Linked DNA regions of Hordeum vulgare: region 2 is linked to region 1. The links are chromatin contacts, called in public Hi-C maps. All regions are on one chromosome and are shown on one strand. Each heading gives the region's core, a stretch centred on a gene start, on an enhancer-like site or on the middle of the called end of the contact. The rest is flanking DNA. Distances are from core to core; before and after follow the strand shown. Region 1 holds the start of LOC123409678. Region 2 holds the start of LOC123409935 (putative 1-phosphatidylinositol-3-phosphate 5-kinase FAB1C).

Region 1 (7,446 bases), core at 2,085-4,584:
CTTTTGTTGTGTAAATCAAAGTGCTCCTTCATCCGGATCCAATATGCATCCCTACTTTTGCCCCCTCCAACGGTGGCATCCCTAGACACTTACAAACATGTATTGCATAGCAAGATGTCTTCGTCCATGCTGTAGTTGCCCGCTCTTCCTTTCGGTGCATCGATGATGCCCTCACCATCCTCGTCCACCTCAAACTCATGATCATCGAAATGCACATCATTGTTTTGAGACCAATGAGAATTGTCAGAGCCAACACTCATATATGTCTCATCATTGAAACTACAAAGTATATACAACAAAACGAATAAGCTATCCACATGTATCCATTCAAAAAACAACAACGAAAAAAAGTGGGTGAAATTTTACCTTGTGGGCATTTCATCGAACACATTGTGTGCATCGGCCGCCGGTGCAACAAGCAAGCTCGTCGGTGCTTCGGTCGTCGCCGCATCCATCGCACGCCCTGCAAGTCTCTTCTTCGACCGCCTAGAGGAGCCGTCCACCGCCTTGTTCTTCTTTCCGGACACTTTGCGAGCCTTCACCACCGTCGCATTTGGGAACTTCGAGAGGGCGGTACGTGGCTTCATGGCGGGCGTCGGCGCGACGCCCCGCCGCCGAGGTCGTCCGTGGCGCCATGAAAAGGCCGCACGCGAGATTGGTGCTTGGAGGAGCACCGACGGAGGCGAAGCCAAAGCTCCCCGCGCTAGGGTTTATGCCGACAGCGGCGGCGGCGACGACGACGACGACGGAGGGGTTGGGGGTGCAGGAAGGGGTGAGTGGGATGTCGTCGCGGCCGTCCGTCGGGCGACAACACGAGCGGGGCGAAAGCAGCGCGACCGGAGAGGATGCGGCGCATGCGCTCGAGGAGCAGGCGCACGAAAAAAGCGGCGCGCGATGCCCTTTCGCCCCCCGCGCTAAACCACTTATGCCTCACATGTTTTTACGTCTCCGCTGGAGCATCCGAAGCAGCTGCGCGCGTGTAAAAAACTGTATTTTTTCAGCGTAACACTTAGGGCATGTATATTGGTTGATAAGATGATCCTATCTTAAGTCTTGAATGTAATTTAGAGATGGCAAAAAAATGTCTTACAATTGGTCACCTCTTAGCCTTATGTTCAATAACTAGTTATTCCTAAAAACATAGTAAGACATATTGTGCTAAAAGGTCACCTCTTGTTCTTTCTTAAATAAGAGAAGACAAACCTTATCTTATGAGTTCTCTCTCCTCCACCTCATCATTTATTCTACATGACATTATTAAGATGGCACCATTGTACATGCCCTTATATCACGCGGCTGTCAGAGATGCTCTCCGAAGGCGCGCCATGTAGTAGATAGATACTAGGGTGGCCTATCTACTCCTTCGACTTCTGGTTTAACTTTTGTGCAAGGGAAATCCTTACACTTGGATTCACCGTTCCATATCAAGATCAACCGCTTAATGTTGCCGGCAGGCGAGTAGGCTAGTCCACATTCAGTTCATCTTAGACAGGATTAGAGCTAGACTAGCTGGATGGAAGGGCAAACTGCTTAATGTTGCCGGCAGGCGAGTCCTGGTCCGTAACGTCCTCTCAACCCTACCTACCTTCGCACTCTCTGTGCTAAGAGCGCAAAGGAAGTTTTTTGACGAGGTAGACAAGGCTAGGCGCCGTTTTCTCTAGGCACAGGACGACGACGAGTTTGGTGGAGGCAAGTGTAAAGTAAACTGGCCGACAGTCTGCTCCCCACTGGAGAATGGGAGTTTGGGCATCCTAGACCTAAACCGCTTCAGTAGAGCCCTTAGACTACGATGGCTATGGCTGGCATGGACGAGCCCCGACAGGGCCTGGCGGGGCATGACTCTGCCTCGCGACGAAGCGGACAGGGACCTGTTTAACGCATCAACAACAGTGGTCCTCGGCAACGGCGCAACGGCATCATTCCGGCATTGCTCATGGACGGGAGCAGCCACCCTAAAGACGGCGTTCCCGTCGCTTTTCAAGCACTCCAGGAGGAAGCACAGAATGGTACAGGAGGCTCTAAGCAACAACACCTGGTTAGCAGATTTAGCGCATGGTAACAATGCGCACCTATGGGAGGAGGCAATTAGGCTACATAGATGGCTCCAAGATAGGGATCTTCACCTTGAGGAAGAAACTGCTGACACTATCACATGGAACCTTGAGGCATCAGGAACATATACGGCAAGATCGGCGTACAAGGCACAATTCCAAGGAATGATGAAGTCCGATTTCAAGAAGATAATCTGGAAGACTTGGGCACCCCCTAGGCTCAAGATTTTTGCCTGACTGCTCCTGCGAGACAGACTATGGTGCAATGACCGGCTGCAACGACGAGGATGGCCAAACGGCTATTTCTGTCAGCTATGCCTGCGGAACCTAGAAACATCAACTCATTTGTTCTGGGAATGCCTCATGTCACTGGAAATCTGGGCACACGCTGCCTCGAGGGACGGATGCGCCTCCTTGTACCCTGACACATGGGCAACGAAGATGGGGTCAACCGATAAAATAGCCATCATGATAGAAACGGCTCCACCAGTACACCGCAAGGCCACCAGGACGATGATCGCCCTGATCCTATCGGAGATTTGGAAGCACAGAAACGATTGCACTTTCACAAGCAAACAGGCGCATATTCAAGATATAAAGAACGCAATCACAAGAACTGTCAAGCTTTGGAGACAAGCGGGAGCATCGTTCTTGGAGCACCCTTTCTGGGAACCGCCATGAAAGATCGCGACCGTTTTTCTTCCCTTTTTCCTTTTTATTTTTCTCTGTCCTTTTTCCTTGATCCTTCGATCAACTCCCCCCACACCTTTGTAACCGCTTTTCTCCCTGCTATGTTTTAATATAAGCCAACATCTAGCTGGATCTTTAAAAAATAAATCAAGATCAACCGGCGACCTACTAAGCAAGTTGATCTTTATATACGCTGCTAAAGTAAAATAACAAAGTGTTTATCATTAAACAAACCCAAAAGCAAGATCCTTACATCGCGCCGTGTCCCATTTGTCACGTGCACTTCAAAATTTAAAATCTCATGGGACATACGTACGCTCCCGTGCAAAGTTCAGCTCCACGATTTGGCACGCTGCGGTACAAGACCCGCATCATCATCTTTCCGCTCACAGGGCCCGCACGGTCAGAACCCTGTCTCGTCGCGCTAAAAAAGTAAAAAATGGAGCACCCGTGGCGTCCTCGTCCGGAATCCAAACGTGGCCCCGTCCCAGCCCACATGCGCCACGCAGGATTCGCACGGCGCGTCGGGCCCGCGGTCCAGTGACACGGAGCGGCTGGGTAAAATGCCCAGGGCAGTGGAGTCCTCGTGTGCCACTCTTCCCGGCCTCCTCACTCCCCTGTCCCCGCTTCCGCTCTGCTCGCCTCTGCTTCGGGCTGGTCGTCGCCGTCGGCGGGCGAGGTCACACGCCGCTCACTCGCGGGATGTCGCCGTCGTCCTCGCCGGCGAAGGTCGTCGCCTTCGTCGGCGCCGACGGTCTGAGCGTCGCGCTCGCCGCTTCCTTCGCCCGCTCCGGCGCGATCGTCCGCTTCTACATCGGCCCCAAGGTCGCCTTCACTCGATCGCCCTTCCCTCGTCTCCCCATTCCTTTCGCCCCCCGTTTTGGTTTCGTCTCCTCTCGGAGGTGCTTTCGCGGGATGCTCTGTCCTGACGGTGCGTGTGGCGGTGTGGGCAGGCGGATGGATCGGCGGCGACGGCGCTCGCGGAGCAGGGCGGCGGCGTCCGATGCGCCAGCCCCGCTGAAACCACGCGAGGTAAGAGTATATAACGATCTCCAGCACTGGACATGGCCTTCCCGTGGCGCATATGGATGGCGTGCGTGCGTGCGAGGCGTTCGTTGGAATGCCCAAGAGACCATGCTCTTACGTGGTGAAGAAAACTGTGTCGTGTGTGTTGCTTGCTTCTATCTGATCAATCAAAAACTCTTGCTGCACGCAGATGCTGTGCTGGTAGTTGTGCTCAGTGACGCGGATGAGGTGGATGAGTTGTTCTTTGGAGCTCAGGGTATAGCGAAAGGTATGTACTACGTGCGTTCTGTGTTATTGTGTTGCCTGCCAGTCTGTCGATCTCACGCACCTGTTTCTGTACAATTTATATATACACTCGACATTTGATATGATGTTTGCTTGAGCATTGCATAGGATTGTGCAAAGAGGCTATTGTATTAATACGATCGACATTGGTGCCTAGTCATCTTGAGAAATTGGGGCAGAAGCTTAAAGGTAAAATGTTATTCGTGCTTCAACTCACCTATTCGCTTAGCTGGGAACAGTAGTTCTGTGCTTAAAATTCTATGTGCATCTTTAAGAATGCGAAAGGTGCACATTTAACAATTATAATAAGAACAGTAGTTGATCTTCTTGAACCATTGTAAGAAAACGTTCGTGCAATTCCTACTGGCCTCCTGTATTCCCATTCCAACAAACAGAGTGCACCCATGTTGGTGATGAATGGCCGTACTAGTTAATCTGGATTGATTTTTTCTGCAGATGAAAAGAAGGATATCTCCCTTCTTGATTCTTACATTTTCAGTGGTTTATCTGATGAGCTGAAGGAAAATATTTTTGTAAGTGATACGAAGCTGAGAATCTGAATTGTGTGCTTGTATGCTTACGTATTCTGTTATCACAGTTTAGCTTTTGAATGTCAGGTTGTTGCATCTGGGAGAAAGGATGTGGCAGAAAGAGCTGGGAAATTCTTCTCCGGTAGTTCCAAATTTGTGTACTTTCTTTAATACTTTCTTCCTGGTCCTTATCTTATGATACTGAATTTTTAAGCTATTTGACATTCCAGGTCTTGACAAGACCATTTACTTTGTCGAAGGTGAATTTGGCTGCAGCAGGTTGCTTACTTTTTCCTGAAAATAGCAAATATAAGATAGTTGAGATATCAATTTTCACCCCTTCCATATATTTACCATACTAACTAGTTTAACTTTAACTGTCACAATTTGAGCCGTGTGCCATTTATTTTTACAGCAAAATTAGGTTGGTTAATGATTTGCTGGAGAGCATTCATTTTGTTGCTTCTACTGAAGCAATGTTTCTTGGTGTTCGAGCTGGGATTCATCCATCAATTATCTATGACATAATATCAAATGCTGCAGGAAGCTCAAGGTTACAAGGATTATTGAATTCTTTGTGTTCTGTCTGAACTCGTGATCTTGTAGGTTTCAAATTAAGATTGTACAATTTACTGACAGGATTTTTGTGGAGGTGGTACCGAAACTTTTGAGTGAAGATCCATTGCTTATTGATTTTCTGAAGTCACTAAAGAAACATGCAGTAAGTTCCTTTTCTTCTCCTTTGAAGGTGGTATGGGATTCTTAGGATACTTTGCACAATATATGAACAGTGCAGGCAATTAAGTATGTCCTTTGTCTCCCTTTTGGTAGCTCTGCAGAATTCTTTTTATGAAAGAGGGGATTGCAAAATCTAGAATGTTATTTCAAATAAAATATATAAATACGTAGGTGATGTGCACATTTATTGCTATGAAAAACTTGTATGGACAATGAATGAAGGCATCCTATGCATATTGGAGCCACGACCGGTGGTATTGTGGTAAGAGTAGGTAGCTGGGATGTGGTATTCAAATTGGAGGGTCCAGGATTAGCAATTGGAAGAGAGGAAGTTTCTTGTTCTTCTCCTTGATAGATATTACTTTTAACTACAGTTTGCATTTTAGTTTTGTGTCTAGTTCCATGCTCTTAATCTTGTAAGTCAACCCTGGAGAGAGGATTAAATGGTTAATTAGTAATGTGCCACTCTGATCTTGCAGACTGTAAAAGGAATACTGCTACTGTATGGCTGATTTCCTGAATGCTTCTGTTTATTAATCACTGACACAGTTTTCACTCTTAAACAATATATAGAGCTACGTAATGGATACGGCTAAAGCAGTAACGTTCCCTCTGCCACTTCTAGCTGTTGCCTATCAACAATTAATACATGGTATGATGTTAAAGCTTATTTACTTCCAACACATCTTGAAATTCTCCTAATAGCCTGAACAGGCATATGATGACAACATGCTAGTACCTTCTCATTCATGCACATTTTTTGTACTTATCTTCAGGTTCTTCAGCAGTAATTGGAGATGAATCTGCTTCACCGTTGAAGGTGTGGAATAACTGTCAGCTTTCTCAAGATGCTTCAGTTTATCAATTTTTTCTTAAATTTAAATGGTCATTTTGCAGGTTTGGGAACAACTATTTGGAGTAAACATCGTAGATGCTGCCAGTCAACAAATCTATGATGCAAGCAAATTAGCTGACCAGCTTGTTATGGCCTCTAAAGCAGCAAAGAGGGTCGGCTTTATTGGTCTTGGAGCTATGGGCTTTGGAATGGCATCTCATTTGCTAAAATCAGGGTTCTCCGTAACTGCTTATGATGTAGGAACCCGCTCTTGTTCTTCCCAACTGCACAATTGACCATTTGAATTGCTTTAATTCAAGTACAAAGAACGAAATGGTCTTCAATTGGTTTCTTCTTTCCAGCTTGATTAGTGGTGCATTTCAAGTATCCTGGATAATCTTAGAATGGATCATAGATTTGACATCTGTGGTTTTAAGCCTACAGTTTTGCTAGATGGAACCATGGATGGCTTATTAATCCGAACAATAAATGAATATATCATAAACTCTTCTCTTTTCGGCAGTCCATTGGGCACTCTGAACTTACACAAAAACACAGTTGTGGAAATAGGATACTGTTCACCCTTTTCAATGTATACATCTTTTGTTTGTAGACAATGTTATTGACCTACTGTGTTATGCACGTTCTTTTAAAAAAATCTTCTGATCCACACGTGAATAATTTTATACTCTTTCCCCATTAGGTCTACAAGCCAACACTGGCCAGGTTTGCTGCTTTAGGTGGATTGACTAAAGATTCCCCTGAGGAAGTATCAAGAGGTACGTTGCGACCTTCTAGTATAAAGTATAATTCTCGCATCTTAAGTTTGCATTTGTTACCTATAAGGCTATAAAAGTAAAGTCAGTACTTTATGATTTTCTGAGTGAATGAAATTAGCTCAGGCCTCATTATTCTCTTGTATTTTTCTCATTCTTTATTTATGTGCCATTCATCGAGTCAAAAGGTAAATGACATGTGGGCCCAGCCCCACCTAGTCACTACTTAACGGCAATAGCATGCTCATGGAAATACTGTTTATGACGTATCAATGTCTCAAGTGTTAACCACAAATTGGTTTCAGATGTGGAAATCCTTATCATCATGGTTGCAAATGAAGTTCAAGCTGAAAGTGTCCTATATGGAAATGCTGGTGCTGTGTCAGGTAACATATAGAGTTTGCCCCCCATATTCTTTTTTCTGGTTTTGCTGACTATTTGCATGCCCAGGTAGGTTAACTATTTGTTGAGCTCTAGTTACATGGTTGTGAATATCCTGTCTTCCATTTCAGTGT
Region 2 (7,828 bases), core at 4,664-7,163, 150 kb after region 1:
GAACCTTGTTGTTTCCTGATGTATCAGGGTTGTAACGAGAACGCAGGGATCCTTTCAGGTCATATATTCTTGATACCTTCCTCTTGAAAAATATGTTTTCCATGACCATTAATTCCATCCTCAGTTCCTTTCCATCTTTCAAGTTCTTGGCAACGACCTAGTGCACAGATGGGTCACAGTTAAGTTAAAAATAATTTAACCTTACAGGACCCTAGAAACACATGAGAATAAACTTGAAGCGTGACAAACCTGGTAAAGACCAAGAACTTTAGCAAGGCAAATTGGGCTTCCAGAGGATACGGACTCTGTTATATATTTGAAGTACTCAGCTGCGTAGTCCTCAAATGAATCTAGTTCCGTCCGTGTCACTTGCTTTATGACAAATCTGTCATCCAGTGTCTTGGCAAAGTATACATTACTCTTGCCACCTTGAGCACTCCATCTTTTGCATCGGCTCAAAGAACGAATGTAATCCAGTTCATCTGCACAACACTTTTTTCTGATTGAATCAAATTGCTTTGCAAAATAACATATTACAGAAAATTTTGCCTTATCCACAGAACATGAATCTTCATCCTCAAAAGAAACCGTCAAATGATCCAGAGAGCTTAAAACACTAGGTCTGTCCAATTCATTATGCAGATTCAGCACTGGCAACACGAAACTACGATATTCTGGAACAGTCATGGCATGGGCTATCATACTGGATGGCTCATCATCATACACTGGAACAACAACATCTGAAACACTTTGTGATAGAAGGAAACGACCCTCACCATCAACCATACCAGGAAGTGACAGCTTATTTGTGAAGGTCGGGGACAAACCCCTGCCTGTTCTCTCAAGCGCCCTAGGAGGCCTTTGGGAATAAGCTCTTCTTATGTTTACATTTGAATCGTCGACAGGTGATAACCCATTTCTGAAATTGATTCCAGAATCAAATGATTTAATTCTAATTGGAGCCATAACATTATGGTATGAGGAGCCATTCATCAGAGCAGTAGGTACGACTAGAAGTGTCTCCACGCCAGAGCCAGTCCATGCCAAGTCAATTCTATCAGAAAGATTTGATGGAGAAGACTCTGACTTCTCCAATGTCTTCTCAAGCTTAAGTTCATCAGCCATCACCCCATTGCTCTGTACTTCACATGGGTGCGGGACAATGTGGAGACCAGCAGAACTACCAGAGCCTTCAACAGACTGGTGGTATACTTCATCTATGCTGGTCAATCCAGAATGTGACGCAGTTGTGTCACCATGTTCTGTTCTGAGCAATGGCTTCCCACTATCTGTGATAAACGAACTTGACTGCGAATATTCTAGTGACTTCTCCATATTCTCCTGTGTGCTGGAAATCTCAGCCTTTGAATCTTTTAACATGCTTTCAGGAAACTTCTTAGGACATTGTGCATCAGTTGCCACAGTACAGTTTTTCTTGGTGAGTGAGTGCATCATGTGCAGACGGCGATCCCATACGTGTGCATCAAGTACAAGCTCTCGCCTCAGGCGGTTGAGCTCTAGAACATCTACGGGTTCTCCAATTGTTTGTAAGTTCTGTATGCTACCAAACCCCGACAAAACCTGAAAAATGGTGTGCATTTACGGAAAAGAAAAATCAACCCACCAGCACAGTATGTAGCCTACCACATACTTTAACAGCATAATAAAACCATGTAACAGTTTAACTTACGTCATATTTCTTCCACTCAACTTTAATCAGATCTTTAAGATCAACAACATGTTTATACAAGCCCGACTTCATGCTCACATCTTCTTGGGCTGAAACTGTCTTTTCAATGCACTCAAGATTGTCAGAAATCACCCTGTAAAAGTTATCCTTCCTATTGGCTACCTGCAAGACAAGTTAACCATTTAAATAGGGCAATAAATTACACAAAAGTATGTCTAAAGGAGCATTTCCAGCACTCAGCTTAACTTTGCTCCATAAAGCTAGCTTTAGGGCCAAATGGTGGAGAAGCCCACAAAACTAGCTTCTCAGAGTGCATTAGCTTATAAGGGAAGTCGGCTAGAGAGAGGTGGGAGATAGGATGGTGAAAGGCTAAGAAGCAACTCCACCAAAACTTATAAGCTTCAGCTTTTTTATTAAAAGCTGGATGATTTACTCAGCTTCAACTTTAAGCTAGGCCAAACAGGCCGTAATAAAAAAAATCTTATATTCAAATAAACATACATCACCAGCCTCCTCGATGAGCCAATCTTGTGCTACTGGACAAGCAAAGTCTAATACTGAGGGTGGCAAGTTGACAGACAGGATGTCTACAGGAGAATAACGGAAGACAGCAACCATACTTCCGAACCTGTTCATGGAGAATGGCAACAGTTACATTGACCTTAAATTTGAGAAGGTTGAATACAAGAATCCACCACATACCCATAAAAACGAAGACAGTCCCTCTGGAGGGAATGTCCACAGCAGGCAACTCGATTGGCTGTTGTGTGATTCGAAAAGCTAAGTTCAAGAAACTTTCCAAAAGAAAGTCCACATGCCGCATCAGACATCACTACTCTGTGTGTTGCCGGAGGGTTTCCATTTTTCTGTTTGCACCGGAGGCACCTGTGCCACATCCATATCTTCCCATCATTCCGTCCAGGTAACGGCTTTACAGATTCAAGATTTCTAACACCTATTGAAAGACTGCCTTGTTGATGAGTATAACATTGAACATGAGATTCTGCAGGTTCTTTGCAAGACTCACAGCACGAAGTCTGCAACAACGACGGAACACATTAATAAGGTAGTAGTAGCCTACTAGGTATTTACTTGCAACCAAACAGGAAAATGGATGACAATACAGTACCTGATAAAATAAATCTTCACGAAAATACCTCCCAAGTGGCTTATCAAAATTACCGTAGAACTTTATGCGGAAGAGCTGAGATTGCTTGCATACAATTCTTTTCTGATGGCATGCAATGGACAAGGAAACCAAAATGCTCTGTGCATTATCGGATGTTGGGAAATACTCGGTGGGGTTCTCGTTATGATCAGGTACGGTTACTCCTACATGTTCTTCGTCTGATGTATGATGGCAACCATTGTCCAACTCACTTTCAACTCTATAAATCCCACCAACCCTCTCATCTCGATGAACGTCATCAGGGCATTGCAAATCTGTTGGTGTCCCTTTTCTGACTAGAGGTGCTTCACAATTATTATCGATAAACAATGTTGGGGGGTGAGAAAACGTGTCATCAGTTCCAGGAATGTATTCTTCCTGACCAAAGTTAGGTTTCAAAAGGGATTGGTCGATAGTTAACACTTTAGAAGAACCATCAAGGAAATTTAGAGGCACGATGCAGCCCTTTTCTGAAGTTCTGTCACCAATGATTTGAAAATCATTCAAATTCTGCCGAGAAGTACTTGAGGAAATATCCCCACCATTCATATGCTTCTCAAGTGGACGAGCTGGAAGATCTGAAGGGGTCTTTGGTAGTGTTGCACCCTCATCTGCAAGATATGAAGTCTCCAGTGATAGTTGATATGCTGCAAATACAGCAAACTGTAGAGCAAGTTTGACCTTCCTTAACTCTTCATAGGATGTGCCCCTTAGGAGGACCTAGGAAAAAAATCGTTGGTTGTATTAGATATGTCTTGCACAATTAAAGTGCCACAATAGATAGACACAAAGCGGAGCTCAAGATTGCCATCCTCGGCAGAGAGTAAAATTATGCCAAAAAACAGTATAGAAGAATACGTGTATAAAATTAGGACCAAAGTAACAATATGATGAGAATTGACCCTTCATTTTTTTATGGAATGGAACAAGATCTTTAAAGGTAGCAAACAGTTCTATGTGCATTACCGTGCAGCCCAGGCGTCTTGGACAGCCATCAAAGAACATCAGTGTCTTGATAGATTTTCTGTTATCCTTCGGAGCTAAAGATTCTGCAACTCTTTCAATCCAGAAAGCTTGGCACTGTCCAAGTCTTGCTGAAGTGACATTGTCAATGGATGAAGCAATTTTAGCACCTGTGCAGCGTGATATCCGTTCTAGAAGTGATCTCTTGACATTCAGTACTAAAGAGATATCTTTTGCAAGAAGCTGTTGAGCATACATCGGCACGCTCTTTTCAACCAGCAAGACATGAGGTCGTTGGGCCTCTATCTTTGCAACAGCATTCTTAAGATATTCCTTTTCCTGTACATATCACACTTTTAATGTCAACTACGGACATACTGAGAGCTATTAGGATAAATACACTTCAGCTGACAAAGAATGGAGGCATTACCTGTTCAAGAATGCTGTTTATTGATGCTAGTTTGTTTGTAACCTTTTGATGTTCCAGTGCTCCTCCCAAAAGAAGAATTCTAGGATTCTCATGCTTTGACACCATGCGTTTATGCTTTACATTCTTAGAACAAACAACACCTTTAATGAAAGTACTGCAAATAAACAGATGAATAATCATTTAGCTCCGAAGATGGCATGAAAAATATCATATAATCACTCAACACAGCTGAATCGTTATAGGGCGTACCTATCATTGGGAGTCCCTGACGCTACACATTTAACTTTGACATAGTTGGTGGGATCCATGCTACCACCTTTGCTTGTATCTGGCTGCACAAAGGTAGCTGCCTGCCATGCTAATAAGGATACTATGTCCGACCATCCATCCACGAGGTCAACTCCATGACCTTGGAGCAATTGGGACACAAGAGCCCTGAAATGCCCATGTAGAGCGTTCCTTAAGAACTCTTTATGAGCTATATTCTGTTTTCCTTTGGTCCCTGGTAAATCATCACTACCACCGCACTCATGGTTAACATGTTCAAAGGTCTTCCCATCACCAATAGCGCTGTCATCATCATCGTCATTGTATTGAAAGAAACTGTTTTCGGAGTCATCACCCTCATCTTGAGGCGGTGGAGGATGCCATATGAGTCCATTATTACTCTCAAAATCAATTGGCTGTATAATATTGTCATGATGTTCATCATGGCAATTGGGTGAATCCATCAAATAATCACCATCATCGTAGCCATGACCAGAATTCAAAGAGTATAGAGGAGAATTTTGGCTGGCATGACCATTTATCCCGGAGGGAGGACTTGTGCCTACTTGTCCGGATCGTTTCATAGGACTATATAACGGGCTCGAATTTCCCAACCTGAATGTGTACAGCCTACTAATATTTGTGCTCACGGAATCCGTATCAGAAGTATCTTGAGAAAACTCACTGCCCGGGGAGAAATACCGGCCTCGGTCTGAGTCCTCGCCGTCTTCATAACCAATACTCCTACATCCAACAAATTTTATTCAGTCAACATATCAGGCTATGCCCTCCAGGGAATGCAAGGAAGTCAAATACCCACCCTGGCGTTGAGCATCGGAGAGGACCAGGTGAGGAGAAACGCCGCCACCCAGCAGACCTCGAGGAAGACGGTGTCGGGACACGCTCCGGTGGGGACATCGGAGCCCCGTCCAACCCGTCACCACGCTGCTCCATGGGGGCACCTCGGCCACCGTTAATAGGCCGGACGCCGAGGTCGGAGCGGTCGCCGCCGCCGCAGTCCGTCATCGCAAGGTCGGTCACCCAAGAATCGGACTTCCGCGCGACGGGAACTCCCATAAAAGCAGCAAAAACCACGAAAAAACAACTGCCGAGGAGGCCCAAACCTAGCAACTTCTTGATTTCACAGTAGACCCTGTACCAAATTACACACCACAAATCACGGGAAAACAAAGCACGCCAAAACCAGGAGCCACAAACCGTTAGAGGGGAGCTAAAAGGGACCCCGCAAAGCGCCTAGTCCTAGCGTTTCTTGGGATCTGCACATCCGAGGCATTTCCTCGAGCATGTGGCGGGCAAGAGGGCGGCAGCATCGCCCGAGGCTCCACGGTCAAGCAGCTGCTGCGGGAGGGAGGCGGCGGCGGCGGCGGCGGCGGCGGCGGCGGGCGAGCGGAGTCCAGGGTAGGGGGAGGCGGAGGGGGGTGAGGGGAAGGTGCCCATGGAAGGGAAGCTTTTGCGTGTGAGGGGAATGGAGGAAGATATAGAGTAGAGAAAAAGGTAAGCGCGGTAGGAGAAAGGTGGGGAAAAAAAAGAAAGAGTTCGGTGGGTGCCGTTGGTTTTGGTTTTTTTGTTTTTCCTGCCTTTTAATTCGCTTATCTTCTTTCCTTTTACTACCTTTCTTTTGACTTCTGTCTTTTTTATAGTAGGAAAAAAACCCAGGACTTGTATCTCTTGATGGGAAAAAAATCAGAGAAAAAATATATTGTGTTTCTTTCCTTTTATGAATTAAATTAAATTGTGATGGAGCTAGGCAGTACTATGTTATTGTGGTGAAGCAAAATCCGGATTGTGGGTTTGAGTTGCCTTTTCTCTATGTTCAAAAGTTATTTTCTTCCATTTGACAAAAGTTGTTCCCTGTTGAGACTTTGCAACATGTGCGTTGTGTTCTGTTTTGATTGCTCAAGGTCTTTCGATGTCATTTTCGTGTTGATAAACCTTGAGCGTCATTTAACCGCATATTTCGTGATTTTGTCAAATAAGGACATGTTGTCCCCAAAGAACAAACGGCGAGTATAGTAAAAGTATGTTACAATTTCAGTAACATATACTGTATATTCCACATGAAAATTCAAGAAAATATATGGAACACAAAATATGAAATTGTATCACAAGTCGTAGAAAAAATTGTGATGACTCACTAATTTCAATCACGCCCGCGTTCTTAAGCCTTAGTCATCATCAAGTTATAATAGTATTATTAATGTCCATTTTGTAACCTTGAAATTATTGTTAAATGTAAGAAGATGTGACTATAAGCCTCATCCATCAAGATTCAAGAGCATCATTACAAATAATACCCATTGTAGTTCCTTCACATGGATCATTTTTATCTCATCGCTTGCCAAAGCATCAACGGTAATAAACATGGTATTGTAGTTCATATTTCTCTTTTTCAGTTGGATATATTTTCTTAAGGAGAAGCGCGAGACACATGAAATCTTTTTTCCCAAGAAGATCTCAATGCCAACTCAATTTGCTTATCTTTGTTACAAGGAGCGACAAGAAACCGAGTTCAAAGACATTAGTGTATAAGAATTTCTTGAGAAAAGGGGGGTCAAGCAATACGCTGCTCCCAAGCTCAAATAGACCCTCATTGACAGTAAAATAAAATGAAAACCAATTCTTATGCTCGGAAGCTGCTGGATTAGGAAGACTCGGCCCCCGCGTCGCTCCCAGGGGCGACTCGGGCGGCGAAACCCTAGCCGCCACCCAAGCCCCCTCCCTCCCCTCGTCGCCGCCGGAGGATGCTGGTGGGTGAAGCCCTCGTCGGTGGACGGCGGCGACGGGGCCCTTGTTTGCGTGCTCGCGCGCTGGAGCGGTGGGAATGTGCTCGCGCGCTGGAGCAGTGGGAGCGTGTGGTGGCGCGTCGGAAAGCTGTCCGCGTGCAGGAGAGGTCGAGATGGCGCGGTGCGTGTGCGCGGAGGCGCTGCTACGGCGGCTGCCGGCCGCTGCAGCGAGCGGCAGAGCTGGGGGCGCTCAGATCTGGGCCGCGCGGGCCCGCCTTGGCCCGAGTCAACCACTCTGCCCCCACCCACCCTTCTCCCTCCTCCCACCCCTCCCAGCCGCCGCCGGTGGTTGTTGGGGAACGTGCATGGGAAACAAAAAATTTCCTACGCGCACGAAGACCTATCATGGTGATGTCCATCTACGAGAGGGGATGAGTGATCTACGTACCCTTGTAGATCGTACAGCAGAAGCGTTAGAGAACGCGGTTGATGTAGTGGAACGTCCTCACGTCCCTCGATCCGCCCCGCGAACAATCCCGCGATCAGTCCCACGATCTAGTACCGAA

What was found. A called contact is a pair of places that touch in the nucleus more often than the background predicts.
Region 2: a Hi-C map of an unstated tissue shows a contact between it and region 1, with 10 times the contacts expected there. The contact joins the promoter of LOC123409935 here to the promoter of LOC123409678 in region 1. A contact is called at or near these places in 3 of 6 Hi-C or Micro-C datasets (leaf and an unstated tissue).

What each region holds. Positions count from the first base shown.
Region 1 is chr7H:112,552,665-112,560,110 of MorexV3_pseudomolecules_assembly, forward strand. LOC123409678 reads left to right here and starts at 3,335. Exons shown (of 42, transcript XM_045102547.1): 1 at 3,335-3,566; 2 at 3,695-3,773; 3 at 3,958-4,035; 4 at 4,161-4,241; 5 at 4,509-4,585; 6 at 4,670-4,724; 7 at 4,813-4,861; 8 at 4,998-5,135; 9 at 5,222-5,303; 10 at 5,894-5,972; 11 at 6,097-6,140; 12 at 6,218-6,412; 13 at 6,859-6,934; 14 at 7,237-7,317; 1 more. The coding sequence starts at 3,444.
Region 2 is chr7H:112,702,641-112,710,468 of MorexV3_pseudomolecules_assembly, forward strand. It overlaps LOC123409935 (putative 1-phosphatidylinositol-3-phosphate 5-kinase FAB1C), which reads right to left and starts at 5,914. Exons shown (of 11, transcript XM_045102804.1): 1 at 5,339-5,914; 2 at 4,501-5,262; 3 at 4,252-4,405; 4 at 3,825-4,160; 5 at 2,820-3,578; 6 at 2,393-2,727; 7 at 2,192-2,318; 8 at 1,691-1,852; 9 at 250-1,581; 10 at 1-157. The coding sequence starts at 5,595. It also overlaps the pseudogene LOC123409936.